2 separate regions of the Zea mays genome follow, and region 2 is linked to region 1. The links are chromatin contacts, called in public Hi-C maps. All regions are on one chromosome and are shown on one strand. The core of a region is the stretch at or near the end of the contact, and the rest is flanking DNA. Distances in the headings are between cores, read along the strand shown.

Region 1 (7,208 bases), core at 3,077-5,576:
ACCTCAGTTGCAACATTCAGATTGCCCTTTCTACCTGCTTTCGGGTTCTCCATCCGCATCTGGAAAGAGCAGACACAGCACAGCCTTATTAGGATCTGAGGTATGTGGAAGATGGCAGCAAGAGTTCTACTTACTATCTAGATATTCAAGCCAAAATTTTACAACATAGGTCGAAAGCAACAAGAGGAATATTGTACATAACAAACTTCAGTAGGAAATACCTTGTATTTTTTCTTCTGAACATCAAAGCCAAGCGGCTTTGCAGCTTCTTCGATCTTTGTGATTATCTCTTTCGGGGGGCACTGTGAGGTGAATCTTGTCTCTCTTTTATACTCCTGCCATTTTTAACCAGAAATAAGATCATTGCAGATTTATACTTTTTATAGTGCATTTCAAATAACAGTAAGGTAATAAAATTTGGAAACCTAAAATTGGCCAAGAAGACAGGAGAGCTATGACTGACCTCCTTTGCTTCAAACAAATTCTCCAGATTCAGTGCCTGGTTTAGAGAAATCAGTTCGAATGCATTCATTGAGGTTGGCTGATCTTCAGTTTCCTCTTTCACATGCCGGTCCTGGTAAACGAATCAGTAAAACACAGTTACTCACTTAATTTCTACCACAGAAGGCTAAAGATTTATTGGTCCATCTGACTCACTTCTGAATCTCCAAAAGCAGCATCCACGTCATCCAAGCTAGTTTGATATTTCTCGTCAAAAACAGGAGGCTTGTACCCCTTTTTGAACCAAGGATGCTCCAGTATCTGAGAAATCGTGATTCTCTGGTAAACATCCAGGAAAATCGAAAAGCCAGGTAAGTTGAGATTCAAGAAATACTTGTCGGCAGTTGAAACTGAAATATTGATGTCAAGCCACATCCATATATGCTTATGTTTCATAGACACATAGTTGCCACTTGTCCATCATTCTTAGATTACATGTATGTTTAGCATATTGATGACCCATTTCAACAACTATGCTCAAAAGCTATATGATACTTACAGTTGTAGGATTGGGATCAAGAATTCTGGTAATCATGTTCTTGGCCCCAGCTGAAAACCAAGAGGGGCAGCTAAACTGAGCTTCTGAAATCTGTGATTGCAAAGGGGGTATTAAGATATGCTAAACAACCACAAAATCATGTTTTTTCTCTTTTCTCTATTTTTCAACATTGGTACCTTCTTGTATAGGGCGATGATGTTGTCATCCTCGAAAGGTAAATATCCAGCAAGAAGAACAAAGAGGATTACTCCGCAAGACCAAATATCTGCAGTTGCACCATCATAGCCTCCATCCTCGATCACCTACAATGATCCAACACAAATATTAGTTAGGTAACCTTGTTTGCAACCAAAACATGATTAATCTATAACAATCAAAAAAGAGGGAACGTACCTCAGGGGCAACATAATTGGGGGTTCCACATGTTGTATGAAGCAGACCATCAGCCTATAATAATACTTATAAGATTAAATGAAGCCAACAAGAGAACATGATGCAACAACTATACGAAGTTTATGGGAAGTGGTTCCAACTTTACCTTCACTTGCTCGGTTAAAGCACTTAAACCAAAGTCAGAAACTTTGAGATTTCCTGCAGCATCAAGCAGCAAATTCTCGAGCTGCAAATGCATGTTCAGCATAAATATGTCACTTGTCTGCACTACTGAACCCATAATATATTATAGAACAATCACAAAAGGTAACTTAGGCTTCACCTTCAAGTCTCTGTGATACACTCCCCTACTGTGGCAGTAATCAACAGCATTAATCAGTTGCTGGAAGTATTTACGTGCTTCGTCTTCCTTCAACCTTCCATTAGTAGCCTGGTTGTCATGTTTTTGCATAACAGCAGAATGAATTAATAAAAAAAACATGATCATCTAACTCGTGTTAGCAATGTCATGTACGACAAAGTGTTTCAAACAGCTGATATAGTTCCACTTACAATGATTTCGAAAAGCTCTCCGCCGGTAACATATTCCAGAACGATGAAAATTCTTGCTTTACTTCCCATCACCTGATGTAGAAAGCAAAATTTCATCCAAATAGTATCAGAGCATAGGCATGAGCAGAATATACATCATGAAGTGTGTGTAGTTTTTCGGATCTTACCTCAAACAGTCGAACAACATTAGGGTGCCTTACTAATTTCATGATACAAATTTCACGCTTAATCTGCATTGAATTTAGGATGATATCAGCACGAGATATGTCAAGTACGCAGCACCAATCTGTTTAAAAGACGCATACAGCAAAACACACTCCCGAGGAGTAAATTAAACAATACATGTATGCTTGCATCATGGTTATGATTTAGAAGTAAAGCAGAGGAATAATGAAGCCAACTACAGTGTAACTGAGGAAACGGACGCCTAACAGAGCACTGATGAAAACATATACTGAAGTGTGCAAACTGAAGCCAACTGGAAACAGTCATCCACACTGAAGTGTTCAATTTGCACAAAGTTCAGACTGCAACTGGAAACAGCACAAGGCACCAGGAGAACGAACATACTGAGTTGGTGCAGGTATGACTTGAACTGGAAGACCACCATGTGGATATATCTCGATGGCATGCAAATATGCAGGTATAGTATCGACGTATCGTTTCTTAATTGAAGTTACATCTTCCTATGCTCCCATGCTGTCACGGCAGCATCCAAGGAAGAAAATTCATTCTCCACCTCGTTCCTTTTGATAGAAAGATGTAAGTGACGGCAGTGAATTTTGATTTTTGACGAAAGGAAATCACATGGTCCAGCTAGTGACTGTTAGGAACGAGGACATGATTGGCTGCATGGCAAACTGAACTCCTTACCATTTTCGAAATCGAAAGTCACACAACACGGCTTCGACAGGGGAGCATAAAGGCTTTTAACCTCAATGTTTGTAGTTAACTAAAAGTTTGATCCATGCATCATGGTACTGACAGAAAATGGATATAACAAGAAGCTAGCCAGTGCATGGTCTCAGAAAGGAATAGTGGACGGATACTGACCTGCTCAACCAATCTGTGCCTCTTAACCTTCTCCTTGTCAAGGATTTTGATAGCAACAGGTTCCCCGTTTTCAGTGTTCTTAGCAAACCGGACCTTGGCGAAGGTCCCTTCCCCAATGGTGCGCCCGAGCTCGTACTTGCCGACGCGGCGCTTCACCTTCGGTGACAATGCAGCCCTCTTAGCCCGATACATCTTCCGACAGATGAAGGTTACTGTGAACCTTCAGGCTATTCTCTTCCAACACCTACAGTTGTTCAGTGAACCAGCCGTTGCGTTAGTTGTAAAACTACCCATTCATGTTCACTAAGCTGTAGTTACCCCCAAAAAGAAGTTCATCAAGCTGTGGTTGGAAAAAGGAGAATAAAACACCAGAGAAGGGAGAGAGGCGAGATGATATCATGTGATAGGTGACCGCACTTATATTATCTGAGTCGGTAGTCGGTTACACACCCTTTTGAAAGGGAGAAAAAAAAGAGCACATGAGTTTCGTTTGACTGAATCTGGTGGAAATTTCTGGGTAAAGAAACAGCAAATGGGACAGGAGACAGTAAATATTAAAAAAAATTACTCTCTCGCAAAAACAAAAACAAAAAAACTAGTACGCGAGATGAAAATGATTTAAAAAATGACCGGACATCTCTCCAAAGCAGAATGATTCAATCCAGCTAGTGCAATATGAAAGGTAGGTGAGAGACACACGTTCCCACAGATGGCTGAGACTTGTGCAGGCAGCGCATAAAGTCGTATAGGCAGAGGCAGCGGCACCAAGAAGCTTATAGTACATATTAAACAGCCAGCACTTGGTGACCAACTGTTAACGGATCAATCATAACCCAGGACCGAAGAAAGGCGTTGTACAGATGCGCGTCTGTACTGCTGAAAGAAACAGCAAGAGGGGAGAAGAGCCTGGCGTCGAGGGAAAGGTCACACAAACATACACACATACAGACGAGCAGGGAACGGTAAGCCCGCCAAAGGGAAATGCACATCTCTCATCACAGGACAAGCGAAACGAAAAATGCCGCAACGACGAGCGGCCTTGCAGCCCCGAAACCAAAGCCCACGGTCCGGGAATTGCGTCTCGAAAGAGGCAGATGCAGAGTTCGTGCAGCGCACAGCCAGAGCCAGCACAAGAACCAGATTCGGGGCGGGCGGGCGGGCCGAGGCACTGGATGCTCTCACCTTCCAGCGCTGAGCCCGAGCGCAGGCTGATCGGCGGCTGCTGCGACTGCGAGGAGCTCCGTCCGACGGCTGGGGGAGAAGCGAAGCGAGTCTACCAGGTTGATTGGATTGGAGGACGAGGAGGGTGTGTTGTGTGCTCGACGGGGGGAGAGACGAGGGTGGTGGGGTGGCGCTATAAAGGAAGCGGTGGTGTGATGCGCTGTGGCCTGTGGGCAAAGACGGCCAGGGCCAGGGCCAGGGACAGGGACCCCGCCACCAAAAGTTTGTTTGGTTGCAATTGCACAGCGTTGGCCACTTCACGCGACCCTTTTCAGGCCCCAAGGGCTGCATGGCCATGGCCCTGCACTGTACTGTGAATACACCTTCTCCCGGTCTCATAAAATTAGATATACATATATACTTCGTATAATATATACTGCTATATATTGAACAATTGCGTTGCATCAGGGATAACTGTGAATACAATTTCATGGAACAAGAGTAACACAGATTAGCTTATTCATTTATTAGAGTCAGGGCCGCGCCCGCGGATGGGAGTTCCAACGACGGAAGAAGCGACACAGACATTCTCTACTCAAGTATATATATTATTATAAAACCTAACTTCCCTTGGACCAAATATTTTTTTCACTGTGCTCCTCCAGAAAAATATATAGTCTCACTTGCTATCATGTTGTTCAGTCAAACCAATTGCATGCAGGTGGAACAGGGACACTGGAATTTCATACGTTATAATGCAGCACAAGAGAAGCGGCTGCTGATCACACCCACCTGTGACTGACGGTGTGCGCCCTTCCTTGGGCTGGTGGTGCCCTGTCTGTGCACGTCTGCCGAATTAAAATATAAGCGAAGGGCAGGAGGAGTGGAGGACCAAACAGCGATGTACTGCCAATAAATCCGGTGGACCCTACTCCCAGTCCCAGCGTTGGGTTGTTGGCTTGGCTGCACCCTGACCCTGCACGGACTGAGTGAGCAATCACACAACACAACCACCAGGATTTCGGGACGTTCTCCTTTTTCTGCAAATGCTCAGAATGATCACTGCTGCGGTGTGTCGCCTCGGTCGGTTTTGTGTGTGTGTGTGTGTAGGACAGCCAGTCGATTGGTCGCTTTGATTGGATTGGACGGGGAGGAGGAGTTCGACTCCTTCTGGGGAAAAGGATTATTACGTGCGCCAACTGGATCGATCTGACCCGACACCCGAGCGAGCGTGGATGCTCCTCTTCCATCGGCGGCGGATATCCGACCAGTGTTCTGCTGAATGACAGCAAGCCAGTGCTAGCTAACATTCCAACTCTGGACTAATCGAGATCTAAAGAATCTAAAAAAATAGCAAGAAGATATATTAATCTGTATCCCCTCCGGATCTAAAGTTTATAGGTATTCTGAGGCATCCACTCTCTCTTTCCTTCTTGAGCACGTACAACCTCATTTGATATACGGGCATAAACGAACTATTTGACTTTCTATACATATTATTTTTCTTAACTGTATTTATAATCTAAGGGGCTCAGGTTTGTATCCATCTCTATATGACTCTTCACACATATTGTCTTTTAACTGTATTTATGGTTTTGCGGTCTCATGGTCGTATGACACGGTCTCTTAACTATCTCTTATACTTAGAAAATCAAACCACCGGGACATGTACAACCCTGTGCCTCTAAATCGGTTTTTCAAGTATAAAAGACACCTAAGAAACTGTATGATACAAACCTGAGCCTTTAGATCATAAATACTGTGGTTTTACTGTGATAAAATAACATTGTCGTTATTTTTAGAGTTATGGGAACTCCACTTCAGACCACGCTTTTGGAGAGTCATTTTGTGATGGGATGAAACCCCTAAAAAAATCCTAAAACCTCCATGACAAGTGGTGGCAAACAAATTCACTTAAATAGAGCTAAAAATTGTTTGTTTTACTATTTTAACATGAGAATATTTAATCAAGTGTTCACTCTATGAAAAGCAAATGAAATCTGGTTAAAGTCGCATGAGCGCAAAAATATTGCCTGGCTACACAAAGTTACGACTCTTTTAAAAGGAACATCTACAAAGGAACCATACCGAGCATAGACTACAATTATGTTGTCATCAACTCGAATAAATTCTTAGAAAAATTTGGACAGCAACTTCCCTTCTTGAAGCTCATAAATGTCATGAAAAGAGCGCATCTTTGTTCTTGGCACCTGCTAGCTAGCTTGAGGAGGAAGAATAAATATAAAGCAGGTACATTAGTACGATGTTGGTGCCTTCAATCAATCCTAATGTTAAGTGATTAGTACGGATTAAAGACTAAAGCGGTATCATATTAACATCACTTGATATCTTTAAATGATGGTGATTGGTTTAATATTAGTACCGGTTAATATTTTTTTCTACAGGAACACGACAATTAAAATTGTTACTAATGCTTGCGCTGCGTCTCCAGTGTCCACATAAAAGAGAGCGGTAGCGGCAGCAAGTCAGTACGGTGAAGACGGATGACCACCACCAGTGGTGGAACCTACTCACACAGTCACGGGGGCCACCACATGTGCCGGAGCATCGGGCGAATGGTCCCCGCATCGCCATCGGAGATGCCGCTTTGGACCGCGGCCACATGGGGGCGTCGCTCGCGCCTTTTGCCTGTTCCATTCCATCCAAGTTGGCAACGGCGCGCAAGAGTTGGCGAGAGCACGCGCCTGTTGTTCCTCCCCGCGGAGAAAGGACACGAGAGGCACAATGGCCGTGCCTGTGAGTGAGGAATAATACGCATGCTAAAATACTCAATGAGCAGTTGAACTCTCTAAAATATCCGTGCTAACAAAAATACCTCCCTATAATGTTCATACGTCTTTATAATAATATATCTTACTATATGTCTTATCCTTTCTATCGATCAATTTTTTTAAAAAAAACAAACGGTATCGATCTTATCCCTTCTTTATAGGTATTTTTCTTTGACAAAAAATATACCTACTACACAGACAATAATATTACGACTTATAAAGAACCAATGTGTGTATCTATACTATACTACTCTATT
Region 2 (7,208 bases), core at 2,997-5,496, 260 kb after region 1:
TATTCAACACGCATGTGGGATGGGTCTCTTACAAGACCACTTGAACCATCGCATTCACCACATATTATTTCAACAGTGCCCATAAATGTCCGAACTTCAAGCTCGTGACTTTCATTTTACGATTATTGGTTCAGCCTCGATTGCATTTATCAATGACCCGATAAGAGAGCTGCAAGCACTCATGCCTAGGACTTTGTTTTGGATCCCTTTGCAATCTAGAGAGGCAAGATAGGTGTCGACACATTTGTCTCCCACATTTAATAATGATCTTCGTCATTTCCCAAAAACAAAAGATTCATTGTTCCGTATTCCTAGCACAATGATATTGCGCGCATTGCTAAGAATTTCATCATCAAGATGAACCTCTTCATGAGGCAAATCACCATCAGGGTGAATTAATCAGAGGAGAGTTATCACAGACCACGTGAATCTGCAATCAGAACATATGCTTTGATTAAGGCCGATGGATCCTATCCGCAGGCGTCCCCGCAGAATAGATCAAATGCCAATAAGTCAAATGTGGATATGATATTAATCCCGGGTATATCCACATCTACATCAGGTAGAAGCATTCAAACCAATATGGTTAATCCTCAACGATTTCTGGCAAACTCCATATACACAGGAGTACACACCGAACGACAGGTTCAGTTTGGCTTGTGTGCGTTTAATAGAATATTGAGGCATTACACTATATGGGCATTCCTCCCCCTAATGCCGAGATGTTCTAAAAGCATACATATAAAATCCCCAACCACAATCATCCAGTTGTGGGCAATGTATGCTATTGTGGTGATTTATTTGGGAAATCTTACGCACATTACAGATAGGGGTTTTATGCAGTGAGCTTTGGACTTAGATTAATGTAGTGGCATGAATACTACATATTTGTCCTTCAACATGAAGGGTTAGTCTCAACATCCAGCGAGACACGCAACAACAAGTTGCTTCATGGTTACAATTCTGCAAACTTATTGTTATTACTACCAAATGCATAGTCAATCATTAAGATTTAGACCGATATGTGCAACACTATTTTATCCATAAGGGTCCTTCAGGGGCTCATGCATACCATTCGTCGTTTGGAGTCATTAGTTGACTTCAGATCAACAAGTAAAATGACCATCAGGGTCTAACACTCACAAAGACATTCACTGGTTGCATTGTGCTTTTAAGCACATAGGAAAAATGTGTGTGTTTATATTGGTAGTGAAGTGCACGACATCAGACCAATGCTGCCAAGCAAATATTTTTATATGCAGAGATGTATAGTCCAACTCGTTTTTATCACTGCCCATGGTTTACCCAATTACTCATACTGCTACGAAATTGGGTATCGATTTATGCAACTTTTTTAGGTATAATAATTTTGAGAGAGAACTTATAACAATAGTTAATTATTTGTGGTGTTGCCAGCAGGGCAAACATTTCTCCTCATATTATATACCAAATTGTTCTATATAGCATTATTTCGATCTCTTCATTGTTCAGCAAAAAGAGAAGCTTTGGAATAGAACAGACAAGGCCAAGAATTCATTTTATCTGGAAAAAAAATCACCATATAACTAGCTTTTGATGAAGTAAATGATGATAATTGCTTGGCAAGAACGAAACAATATTGGTATCTGCCTAGGATCCATCTTCAACACCAGATAGTACTGCTCTCGTACGAAGAAATCATTAGGAGTAGAGAGGATACAACAGGTCTCTACAAGATCTTCATATTTCTATCACAAATTATCATCACTAGTAGTCTAGTGGTCAAGACATATGACTCTTCTGGCTCCGAGGACCAAGAATATGTTAATGTCTAATTTAGCTTCAAGCTCTGTGGTGATGTGGGATTTCATAGTTATTTATCTACTCTTCTCACTTTTGGTAGATCGAAGGTAGATAATGGTAAGCATGCCAAAGGGTGGAATTCAGTGTAGTTCGGCTACATAAATCCCAGGTATGTGTCCATTCAGGACCGACCTTTACCATTTAGCTTACAATGTATACCAAACTTGTTAAAGGACCATCCCGAGTCAATTCAGTGACTATAAGTATTTACAATTCTGAGAGATGTATGCGACACAAGCATAGAGGTTCTAGATAGAACGAGTAAAGTGGTTCGACGGGAACACACTATGGTTTTCACATCAACATAGTGAAATTTTTCTCAAAATAACCTCTCGGTATACTCGCAACTTCGTGTTGCTTGCGGTTACATGTCCTTTTATCTCATAGTTTGCTTCATGTCATCCAGCAACAAAGAGAGCAATGTGCTAACATCTGGTTGAGCAATGTATGACTGAGATTTCTGATCTTAAATCATTTGGTAAGGTCTTTTTGCTTACTAATATAATCCCAATTTATGATATCTTCTATGCCAAAAAGGCTTTCATGCATTATGTTATATATCTTCGGGTTACTTCGGGTAAAACTTTATGCATGAGGAGAGAGGAGAGAATTAACTTATCCATGTTCTGTTGTATTTCAATTTAATTTCCCAGATTTTTTCAAGCACTATAGAGCTTGATACAGCTGTTATGGCCACTTGGCGATATATATAAATATATGATGCCACACAACACAAGCAAATAAAATATAGAGCTAAACAAAATTGTTTACGAAGGTTGCGCGTAATGTGACTTTAGGGGCTTGAACAACCCACCACAATCCACGCGGGTATAAGCTCTAGCGTATCTGGCGTCAACGCGTGAGCGGCCATCAGGGCCGCGACAACACAACAAGCCTTCGTAATAAGCGCAACAGGCACAATTATAGCTCGGTAATCGGGATACACGATAAGTCCACGCAACGTGCGCAACAGGCGCAATTGTGGCTCAATGATCACGGCAGACAGACAGTGCCTACAGGGCATGCGAAAAATACGCGACTCAGTGATGGCGGGTCGACTCAACGGAAGCTGTCCGAATGAACGAGAGTAATCACATGACGCAGCCAAGTTCGTACGACACAAATACTGTGTCGTGTTGCCAGGGCGCAGCCAATGCATAGCTGATGCCATAACTCAGCCGATTAATAACGTAGCCTGATCGGCGTGTCCGAGTACCCACTATACAATTTAATCGCTCATCGTGAGTTTAAAAGCTCAACACAATATAAATATTTAGAGCGATTTAAGAATGCATAATATAGCCTTCATATCTTTCTGCTAATTATTTACTACGGAAAATAAAAGCAGAAAAATAATACCAGATTTAATCCATAAACATAACACATCTGGTGTAAAAAAATGTTTTCATATTTAAGCATACATTTTTTTCTATTAACTATTTGTGACTAGAAATAATTAATTAAAGTATAAATCGCACACAAACCATGCTTGATTCTATTTATTATTTTTATTAGGAAAATAAGATAAAATAGCATAAAGCATGCATACAAACTAAAACATGTATAATGGAGAGATATTTTTTTTTCTTTCTCAGTCACCCGCAACCGCTTTGACAAAAAAAAACACTAGTGGCTTGCATGCCGTAATCCTCAACCCCTTTGACCAAAAAAAACGCTAGTGGCTTGCATGTGGTAATAGCACGTGCATGCCGTAACAGCCATGCAAGGAAACGTCAAAGCCCACAAGCAATCACGATCCCCTATTCTGGAGGAGGTGCCGGCATGCACGGCTCCCGGCCCTTGATTTTGGTAAGGCAACGGTGTGGCTCTAGGCCTTCAGGCGTTCTCGTGAACTGCAGCGCGGCATGTCGGCGCAAGAACTGAGACCAGTCGACCACCGAATGGTGCTCTGCTCCGACCAACAGCATGCACACGGGCTCGTAGGCGATATATGCGATGAACACTAAATTGCAGATCCACTCAAGATTTCATACCATGATTCCTGGTTCGATAAACGGGAACGAAGCCTGTCGCGTAGGACAGTTCGGCAAGGCCAAGAGACCTGCCGGCTTGACGAAGAGTTGATGCAGATCTGATTCGGTAGCAACGTCGAGGTAGAGCGTGCTGATAACGTATTGAGAACTACGTTACCACGGATCACCAGATCCGCTCCCTTCCCTCCCGTCAGCAGTAGAGACGCAAGAAGCTGTAGAGTACCCGTCTCCCTTCCCATAAGCATGACAGAGTAAACACACGAGACACAGGATATAGGGTTGGGCCTCTGGCCTCTTTCTCTTCTCTGTTCCATATGAGGGGTACAGGTTCTATATATAGAGACGTGATTGCCCTTAGGGCATATTCGGTATTTGCCCACATAACCCTTTATTAGGGTTTCTCAACACCTTCCACTTTCGTCGCCGGTTCTACGCGTGCGAAGTCACCGGGTCAACAGCAGCACCTACCCCGCGTCCCCGCCTCCTTCTACCTCCAAAACCCAAGTAGGCTTGCCCTCGCGGTCGCAGCTAGCGAACCCTAATGGAGATCGCTGAGGCCCTGCAGGCCTACACGGGCCTCACACCCGCGGCCGCCGCCACCATCCTCGCCCTCATGGTGGCCACCTACCTCCTCGTCTCCTCCCTCTTCGTCGCCCCCGCCCCCGCCCCCGCCCCACTTTCCAAGCCGCCCCAGCAGCAGCGCGAGGGGGAGAAGGCACAGGAGGAGGAGGAGGAAGAACCGATGCCTTTCGTGTATCCGGACCCCGTGGAGGTGGGCGAGCTCACGCTCGAGCAGCTCAGTGCGTATGACGGCAAGGACCCAGCCAAGCAGATCCTCATTGCCATCCGGGGCCAGGTCTACGACGTCTCCCGCGGGAGGTGAGGATTGCACTCCATTTTGCATCCCCCGATTTGTTAGATACGCTGCCCATCGAACAGAATCTGCTACTGTAACGTCATTTTGTTTCAAGCTGAAAATGTTTATAAGAATCGAATATGTAGTGCTAATTGCACAAACTAGTTATGAGGTGGCAATAGCTGATCTACGTAGTACGGTGAGATGGTCTGCATTGAAGTGAAGGTGAAGAGCTTGAGCGGTTGAGGCGCTGCGTCTAGTTAGTTGGTAGATTGTGATTTGCCAAACTAGTGACGCGGATGTTTCATTTGATCCAGACAAGGCTTTAGTTTGATATAAAAAGAACCATGAGGCCTGAGCTTATTAATTCAAATGTGGAGATGGTGCAGCCATACAACGATATTGGGTGTTACTTATACATCGTGTGCCAGAACACATGCTCAAATTGATAACTTGAAAAATGAGGTGCATATATTGTGTCAACGGTCAGTATTGTAGACTGTAGCTCTATTGTTGTTATGGAGTGACATACAGAGATGCACCAGTATCTAGGATTCTAGGTTAGATGTTTTATGTTTGGTGATAAATATGCACATGTATCTAGGTTAGATCCTTCATGTTTGATGTAAAATATTTTATCAGGTTCAGTATAGATATATTCTAAAATTAGCCAAGTTTTAAATCTGTTTCGTTAGTTTCCTTGATTGTAATACTCATAGTGGATAGATATTCCTAGCATCTCTCATGGAAGCTATCAGTTTAGAATCTAACCTAGAATGCAATGTTAGGGAGGGCAACACCTTGTTTACCTTCATTATAGAGAAATCGGAATTGTAAAACAAAAATAAGTTTTATGCTTACCTTGTCTGACTGAACTATTTCTGGTGGCTTTGTTGTCGTATAATGTTTTGATGAAATTTTCCTTTGAACTCTCATTGAAGCTTTCTTTTGGAATTACTGTGTCCAAACACCATCATATTTGGCTTACACTGCATTTCAATTCTGCTATGGTATCCCGGTGTGAAACTACCTTTCTTGTTTTCCCTCTTTATCTTCTGCAATACCAATATTTACACATCTGACTGCTCTATGCGTCTTGTTTCTTCAGTTCCATTTGTTTGCCCGTTGCTGTGTGGATGATATAATTTATCATGTGCCATCTCACCCCTTTCAGCTCCACATTTGTCTCGAAAGTAGTATTGTATTAATTTGTGGAATCATATATTACTATAAAAAAACTCGGCCGGTAGGGGAAAGCCCCACTCCACGGTATTATATTAAGAAGAAATTCAAGGTAGCCTCGCCCCCTATAGGCCAGATCTTTACTCGTGCTTAGAGCCATCTCGTGTGCACACAAACCTGGGGAACCAACGAGTGACCTTTTTTAACCTCGGTCTGAAATTCACTCCCACTGGGATTCGAACTCAGGACCTGAGGAGTGCTACTCAGCCCAGCTAAACCAACTCAGCTAGAGGTCCTTTTGCATCATATATCACTGTAGTTTGGTCACTATTGTTTATCCTGCAGCCTGCACTGAGTAGTGTATATAGCTACTGTCGGGTACCCTTGATTCCTTGCTTTGTTTAACTAGGCTGCTGTTTCAACAGGCAACAAGAATATTTGTATTTGTTGAGACTGTCTAGATTCTAGAACTGTTACTGTAGTTTTTCAAGTGGGGTGTTGCTTTGGCCCATATACTGCCAAGGAATTAGGTATATAGGACTGTGTCCTTCAAATAATATTCCACAAAATGCTTCTATTTGTATTCTAGTTCTCAGATTCGACCTTGACACTTGTGCAATGTGTTCTCACTTCTATTGATGATCATACGAAACATGCTTCATACTTAGGGGTGGTAATGGATCGTGATCCAAATAGTTCTTCACAAAATGTTAAGACTCTAAATAAATTATAGTTCAAAAATGACTAGAAATAAAGCCCGATCCTAACCCGCTTCGATCCTTAAATCTTATAGTGCAAAAATTATAGCCCATTATCAGCCTTATTCATACTTGCAGATGACATATTGAACTAAGGTCTGTTCATCACTTTATGCACAAGCAGAATGCATGCATTTTACCAGATGCTGCAATTTTCTCTGATAAGTGATAACTATCATACATAGTACATGCCGTGCCCTTGGGCTAGGCCTCTGTTGCAATAACATCTTTCATCATTACCGGATATATAAAATTTGGTTTTCCCCTCTTGTTCACAGAGTAATGATTGTGTTCCCTGATATTTTTTTCCCTCAGGCTCTTTTATGGCCCTCAGGGACCATATTCCTTGTTTGCCGGGAGGGATGCAACCCGGGCCCTGGCATTGATGTCATTTGACCCAAACGACCTCACCGGGGATCTGGACGGCCTAAGCGCCGATGAGCTGGAGGTGTTGCAAGATTGGGAGGAAAAATTCAAGGAGAGGTATCCGAGGGTGGGCCACCTTGCCTGTCAAGACGCGACAGACAGTGGTCAGACCACCGCTGGGCTTCATCACGAGGAAGGGGACGCCTAAAA

Evidence for each region. Hi-C and Micro-C count contacts between places; a contact is called where the count stands out from the background.
Region 2: a Hi-C map of bundle sheath shows a contact between it and region 1, with 1.9 times the contacts expected there. The contact joins the promoter of LOC109943418 here to the promoter of LOC100281467 in region 1. A contact is called at or near these places in 3 of 25 Hi-C or Micro-C datasets (bundle sheath, ear and tassel).

Annotation. Positions count from the first base shown.
Region 1 is chr1:52,042,281-52,049,488 of Zm-B73-REFERENCE-NAM-5.0, forward strand. LOC100281467 reads right to left here and starts at 4,327. Exons shown (of 15, transcript NM_001154385.2): 1 at 4,181-4,327; 2 at 2,999-3,242; 3 at 2,113-2,175; 4 at 1,946-2,017; 5 at 1,716-1,823; 6 at 1,539-1,619; 7 at 1,394-1,447; 8 at 1,177-1,302; 9 at 1,001-1,090; 10 at 658-780; 11 at 464-574; 12 at 222-335; 13 at 3-59. The coding sequence starts at 3,190.
Region 2 is chr1:52,304,457-52,311,664 of Zm-B73-REFERENCE-NAM-5.0, forward strand. It overlaps LOC109943418 (membrane steroid-binding protein 1), which reads left to right and starts at 4,247. Exons shown (of 2, transcript XM_020546355.3): 1 at 4,247-4,715; 2 at 6,948-7,208. The coding sequence starts at 4,378. The coding sequence ends at 7,206.